Regions from separate parts of the Sus scrofa genome. Here region 1 is linked to region 2. A link is a contact called in public Hi-C data. All regions are on one chromosome and are shown on one strand. Each heading gives the region's core, a stretch centred on a gene start, on an enhancer-like site or on the middle of the called end of the contact. The rest is flanking DNA. Distances are from core to core; before and after follow the strand shown.

Region 1 (3,411 bases), core at 863-3,362, 220 kb before region 2:
TCAGCTTGCCTCCTTCATCCTCTGGGTATTACCAGGGAGCTGAATGGTACTGGACTGATTCCTCCAAGAAGCAATTCTGGCTTCAGCCTGGGAGCAAGAAAGGAGGCTTCAGAGACCTAGCAATAAGACTGGCACCTGCAGTGGAAAAGGAATTCCCGTTGTGGCCCAGCAGGTTAAGAACCTGCTATAGTGTCCCTGAGGATGCGGGTTCGATCCCTGGGCTCACTCAGTGGGTTAAGGTCCTACAGGTAGGTCTCAGATTCTACTCAAATCCTGCGTTGCTGTGTCTGTGGTGTAGGCCAGCAGCTGCAACTCTGATTTGACTCCTAGCCTGGGAACTTCTATATGCTGCAGGTATGGCTGTAAAAAAGAAAAAAAAAAAAAAAATAGGAGGGATTTTGAAAGCATATGAACAGTTAGTCATCTATTGTAAAAGTCTAGAACATAGAAGTTGGTACCTTAGACTAGCATTCTAGAGCTACTAAAGGAGAGATTTAAATAGACTTGAGGTATGACTAGCAATTAAATAACCAGGTTATGGTGATTTTGTAAAGTAAATGTGAGAGAAAGGGAAGTATCTCAATTTTTGACTTGGGAACTCCCATATGCTGCAGATGCAGCCCTAAAAAAAGAAAAAATAAATAAAAAAGAAAAAGGAGAAAGCCATGAGGAAAATTGGTAACTGCTGAGATCATTTTCTCTCCCCCACCTCTATTCAGCCTAGCCAAGGGACACACCTGGCCAGCTGATAGGTGCCAAGGGTGCACACCTGAATGTGAGTCAGGTTTAACACCTCTACCCCCCAGAATGTGCTAGAATGGAATATTCTTTGGACTGTAGGCTTAAATTGACAGCTGAAAATAAATATAAATAAGGCCAGCTATACTACATATACTTTAAAAATTGCAGGTACATTCCCGTCGTGGCTCAGTGGTTAACGAATCTGACTAGGAACCATGAAGTTGCGGGCTCAATCCCTGGCCTTGCTCAGCGGGTTAAGGATCCGTCGCTGGCTGCCGTGAGCTGTGGTGTAGGTCGCAGACGCGGCTCAGATCCCGCGTTGTTGTGGTTGTTGCGTAGGCCGGTGGCTACAGCTCCGATTGGACCCCTAGCCTGGGAACCTCCATATGCCGTAGGAGCGGCCCAAGAAATGGCAAAAAAAGACAAAAAGACAAAAAAAAAAAAAAAAAATTGCAGGTACATTCCCCCGCCTCCCCCCTCCCACCCTCAGGCAAAATTGCAATAAAATCTATGTCCTGTAATTCAAGAAATAGTCACCAGAGGTCAGCACTAGACAAGCCGACAATTTAGAAGCTGCACAAAAGATCTTTTCTCTTTGAAAAGATTTCCAGTCTAGACTGAAAAGAGGGAGATCAAACAGGGTTGACAGGAGTTGAAAAGTCAATCATATTTGACATGCGTACCACAGTATATTGACTTGGAGGTTAAAACATCACATGCTGCTCTGTTTTTCAGTAATTAACAGTATGCTTATTCAGTATATTACTCAGTGACTTACAAGAATTAGGGCTCTTTCTTCTCCATTTAGATTAAAGTTCCTGGAGGAGAAAAATAGATCACGACAGGAAAATTACAGGTATTCTCTTTGATTCAAAAGCACTCAAAGAACACAAAAGGGGCCCTTATTAGAGTTGAAATGGTCTTTTTTAATGACAAAAGTAAGAAACAAATGAATGAACAAAGTAGGTCCATGGGAGTAAAGAATCTTTAAAAGCATTTGGGTAAGAAAACGCCTTTTGTGGCATTTTGTGGCGGGCGGGGGGGTGGGAAATGGGGGGGTGACTAAGGCTTTCCTGCCGGAAGGGAGCGTGGGGTTCTCCATCCAGCTAGCTGCAGCGCCACGGACTGGCTTTCAGTTTCCTTCAGCGACCTAAAAAGGGCAAGAAAAAAAGACCTTCTTCATAAACCTGAGCGGTCTGGAAGGATGCTCCCCATCTGCCCTGAAGAGTCCAAGGTAGAGGTGGGCGAGGGGGAGCCCTCGGGCCGGTTCGGCCATGACCTCCTGGCGGAGGAAGCTCTGCAACAGCGCATCCATCCTGCTGAGGACGTGGGCGGTGCTGCCCTTTCCAGAGCAGGAACAGATGTGCAGAGGGGGAGGTGGGGCAGGGCCCCTGGTACATGACGCTCCCCGGAGGCGGTGCAGCCTCAGTACCAGGCTGCTGACAGTAAAAACCACCAGCGGGAACACGCAGTGTCTCGGACCTCCGCCAACCACATGTCAATGAAAGAAAATCTAACTACCCTCAGAGAGCAAAACAGTTTCCGTCTTCTCAAGTCCCCTAGGAAGATTAAGATAGCGTACACACTGCACTGAAGCTTGAGTGCACGTTCATGCAAAACAGTAAGAACTCAGGCAACGTTACACCCACTACGCCAACACGAACGCCAAGAAGTATGACTTACGGATCATCCCGAATCTGTGTTTCAAACTATTCAGAGGAGAAAATGGAGAAACGAACATCGATTTACTCCAAAATTGAGGAATGTGAGATTGAGAAGAAAAAAAAAAAAAATCAAGAGGTATTATGCCAGAAACCTGAGTAAAATGCACACACTTCTCATGGGCAAGGAGCAGCCAAAGGATGGAAGGCAAACCATGAAAAGCTTGCATAAGGTCAACTTGTTTCTGCTTTGACACAATTGCCCGAGGGAACATGGGCCTGAGGAACTAAAGGCTAGAGCCTGTTTGGTTCCACGTGATCATTAGACTCAGCTATGTGGCAGGAGAGAGCATTTTAAAGAAGGGAAAGAGAAAAAAATCTTAGCTAATGACAGGTGCAGAAGAATAAAGCAGTTGATAAAATCCAAACACTTGTCACCTGGGATGCAGGCACAAACCACCAGGTGATAATAACAATGATTCATAAGGCACTGTGAAGCCTGCAGGCTAACAATTTATCTACACACCTGAGGATGACCACAGACCTGGAAACATGAACTGAAAGTCACAGGGGGTGCCCAAGATACACCTGTGACAGGGGAACGAATGCATCAGGCAAGACAAGAATGTGGCCACTTGCTTTAACACAGTTATTCTTTTGGTCTTAACTGGTCTATTTAATAAAAAGTCAGAAAAGTAAAGTGAAAGAGAGTAAAAAGTGAGAAAAGACTGTCTATGAAAGCACACACAAGCCTGGGTGCTTGCAGTGTGGTGATGACAAACCCTTGCTTTTCTGCAGGCCCAGGGTCCCCACCAGGATAATGAGAGACATAATAATAAAGGTCCTGACTGCAGTGCCTTTCAGCTCCGGCTTCTGTGTATATAAAAACCAAAAAGAGGAAGAAAGACAGACTGAAAAATGGATAAACCAGTCAAAACCACTGGCTCCTTCATACAAAGTGAAGTTAGTGAAAGACAAACATCATATGATATCACCTATATGTGGAATC
Region 2 (3,613 bases), core at 492-2,991:
ATACATATTTATTACGTAAGTTTCAGTCCTGAATATTTATAAATATGTACATAGACACTTACACACACACACACACACATATATACACACACACTTACTGATGCTTAAAATACAGAGAAAATGGGATCTTTTATTGTTGTTTGCCAACTTGATGGGAACTATATTCATCACCACACCAAGACTACACCTTTCAACACTGATTGTAGGGAAAGGATGGATCAGAAACAAATGTTAATACCCTACGCCCTGTGTGATGGTGGTGCAGTCATGTAATGTTATTTACAGGCGATGCATCTTTAGAAATCCTGAACCATTGCTTCTGCCAAAAGCATACAAACTATTGTGCCTGAAAGCTTCTAGATATGATGTTTTAACATGTGATTTTTTTTTTTTCAGTTTTTGTGTTAGTTGGCATAGTCATCATTTATTTAATGTTTAGAGAGATGTTTGTTAATTCTCAGGCTATCTAGTTCTCCAGAGGCATATTAAGCTCAGCATTTAACTTGAATAATACATTTTACCTTACTTTCCTGGAGTAAACATTCAGTCTGATCTATGTAAAATTATTGACTGCCCAAAGTACCTGTTGTTGCCGAGCCTTTTTTCTTGAGAAAAATAATTGTTTAACTGGTTTATAGACGTAAATATAATTTGTAATGGTGAATGAATTTTTCATTCATAGAACATTTAAAAGAAAAACTGGATGAGTATATTAAGCTGTGGAATGGCCTAGTGAAGGTATTTCGAAATGAGAGAAGAGAAGGTTTAATTCAGGCACGAAGTATCGGTGCCCAGAAGGCCAAACTGGGACAGGTAGGAAACATTTGATACCTATAATAGATATCAACATTTTGGATTTAGTGACTAAAAGATCATATACATTTTTAAATACACCTTGAGTTTTTAATTTTTTTAACTGAAATGAAAATGTTGGCTTAAACAGAAAACTTACGTGTCACAGTTGACTCTAACAAAGAGTTTGTATTAGCATCCAATTTTAACTTGTATGTGATAGATGATGTGCCATATACGAGGAGTGTTTTTTCACCCTGCCTCTCTTTTTGAAGGTTTTGATATACCTCGACGCCCACTGCGAGGTGGCAGTTAACTGGTATGCACCACTTGTAGCTCCTATATCTAAGGACAGGTAACATGCTCTTGCTTTCTTTCTTTCCTAGTTGAAAAGTAAACCTCTTCCTAGAAGGACAAATAATATTCTCATTCTTCTGATTTCAGTTCCATTCAGGGTATCATGTTGTGTTTTGAGTGTTATCTTTCACTAGTTGTTTCCCTGGGTGGAGCTGGACCTATCCTTGGGGCTGATTTGGATGCAGGCAGTTAGGCATCTGAGCCTAGGGCATCTCCCTCAGAATCATCTTGTGGTTGGGTTACTGAAGAGACTTCCTCTAGCTCCAGAAGCTTTCTCTAAGAATAATAGTAATTGTTCCCTCCACTTCGGTAACATTCGAAAGACTTGAAGGAACATACTTTGAAATTATGCCTATTGTTTTTTTATGCCCTTTGAAATTGTTATTTTACATGGTAAGGACCAGCTGTTTGTTATTTGTGTCAAGGCCCCAAGTTCCCCTAGGACCTTTAAAGTAAGTGGATACCTGTGCTAAGGAAATGGGTTGATCGCCATTCCATTTACACAAGGTCTGAAACAGTGGACAGCAGCACTGGTCTCCTGGTTCCCAAAGCCTTCCTTGTCATCAGCCCAGAATTCTGACTATTTCAGAATCTAGAAAAAAATAAGGCAAATCCCCATGGCAATGGCATGAGTCAGAGGAAGAACTCTGGAGGGTTTAATCATCAGAGGATTTATCATGAATGATTTTCATGTGCTCTTTGAGTTAATGCTCACAGCAACCCTGTAAGATACATATCATTAGCTCCATTGTCTTGAAGAGTTTGCTGAGGCTTAGAGAAATTAATTGATTTGTTCCAAGTCAGACAACTAATAAATTGTCCAACTGAGATCTCTGGGACACGTTCCACTGCATACTTAGAAATCTGAGAGTCATGAGAAGTGAGAAAGATAAACAGCCTTTATCTTCACCTCTCCTGCTGCAGACTGGCAGTCCTGGGGGCAGTGAGGGGACAGCGTCCCACAGGGACCTTCCCCTGGCCGGTGGGAATCCACAACACCTTCCCTCTGTCAAAATCTGAAGCCCCATAGACTTTGCCCTTGGTTTCTAAACATCTAAAAAGCAGCTTAACATGGCCATGAAAACCTATAATCTCCATTTTAGGAAATACATTTTGAAATCCTTTCTGATAAAAGGAGCATTGAGACTAGCAGGGCACCAATTATCTTTGTAGAGTTGGCTGTACACCTAGTTAGTCATATAGTGCCAGCATTTTCATAAAGCTCAAAGAAAAGGTAATTGTTTGCTCCAAATTCTCAGGCCACTATTTAAGTTTTTTAGCAGATTTTGAGGGATTTTTTTCTTGTTTTTTTAAAAAGCAGGAATACAGTACAGTACTTTTTTTTTGGCAATGTAAGCTTTTTTTTTTTTTTTAAGTAAAAGAAAAGCTGGCTTTTTTTGCAATAAAAAGCAGGAAAAGAAGATCAAGTAAATGTACAGAAACAGTTTCGTAATAACTGTTCTCAAAGAAGCAGAAAGCAGCGAAGACTTGGGAACACTACTGAAAGTGTAGCAGGCATTATCTTTCTACACGCATACACACACAGTCATTTTTAATGTAGGGGTCAGGAGGGAAAATAACAGGCAAGGAAATCTGGTAGATAATGCAAGGTTACCAAGAGAACATTGCCTGTAGGACCAAAGTGAAAGTGAGGAAACACTGTTAAATTTAAAAATATGGCTCTTTATCCCTGACATTTGCCCAGAAGCCAAGGAACATCTCCTCTCTCCTTCCTTTATGAAACCAGCCTCCTTGACTCTTCAATGCATTTATTCACTTCTATTTCCCATTAGGTATTAAAGTCTCTGGTGGGGGGTGGGGCAGGGGTAGACACCACCCTGCCCCCAGTAAAAAGAGATAACACACAAGTTTCCTGGTGGCTCAGTGGGATAAGGATCTGGCATTGACACTGCTGTGGCTCTGGTTACAGCTGTGAAGCGGGTTCAATCCCTGGCCCAGGAACTTGCACATGCCTTGGGTATGGGGGGAAAAAAGATAATACAGCTAGGCTTGTTAAACTAGTCAGATTTGGTTTCTTAAATGCTTTTTCATTTTCTGTAAATGTTTCAGAACTACATGTACTGTGCCTCTAATAGATTACATAGATGGGAATGATTTTTCCATTGAGCCACAGCAAGGTGGGGACGAAGATGGCTTTGCCAGAGGGGCCTGGGACTGGAGTTTACTGTGGAAACGTATTCCCCTAAGCCACAAGGAAAAGGCCAAGAGAAAACATAAAACTGAGCCTTATCGGTAAAGATTACTGCTTCCTCTTCTTATGTGAAATGTTGATCTAAGTGCCTTCTTTTTTTTCCTTCCCCATGTATTCATATAAACATGTGGGTCCGTACGTGTCCTTCCATTTCATCTTTGCTGCCATCATCAACACAACACAGAACCATTTGCACTGTGCCGATTATAGATGTCATAAATGGCAACACGTATGAAATTGTACCCCAAGGGG

The links. A called contact is a pair of places that touch in the nucleus more often than the background predicts.
Region 1: a Hi-C map of embryonic fibroblasts shows a contact between it and region 2, with 5 times the contacts expected there. The contact joins two enhancer-like sites. A contact is called at or near these places in 3 of 5 promoter capture datasets (fetal skeletal muscle, liver and skeletal muscle), 27 of 47 Hi-C or Micro-C datasets (adipocytes, adipose tissue, blood and 16 more) and 2 of 2 datasets of contacts at active chromatin or transcription factors (alveolar macrophages and skeletal muscle).

The regions. Positions count from the first base shown.
Region 1 is chr14:16,957,537-16,960,947 of Sscrofa11.1, reverse strand. All of the region lies in intron 10 of GALNTL6 (polypeptide N-acetylgalactosaminyltransferase-like 6), which reads left to right. It overlaps LOC110256613 (a long non-coding RNA gene), which reads right to left. Exons shown (of 5, transcript XR_002338371.1): 3 at 1,520-1,891; 4 at 1-87. Among named protein-coding and RNA genes, the nearest start is that of GALNT7, 120 kb to the right of the region's middle. Within about 2 kb of position 2,112, at least 18 of the 83 cell types and tissues checked have an H3K27ac peak or open chromatin away from gene starts, as enhancers often do. A contact at or near this core is called in embryonic fibroblasts, where this site is marked.
Region 2 is chr14:16,736,614-16,740,226 of Sscrofa11.1, reverse strand. GALNT7 (N-acetylgalactosaminyltransferase 7) reads left to right here. Exons shown (of 12, transcript XM_021072438.1): 4 at 683-813; 5 at 1,068-1,147; 6 at 3,220-3,402. Among named protein-coding and RNA genes, the nearest start is that of HMGB2, 28 kb to the right of the region's middle. Within about 2 kb of position 1,741, at least 10 of the 83 cell types and tissues checked have an H3K27ac peak or open chromatin away from gene starts, as enhancers often do. A contact at or near this core is called in embryonic fibroblasts, where this site is marked.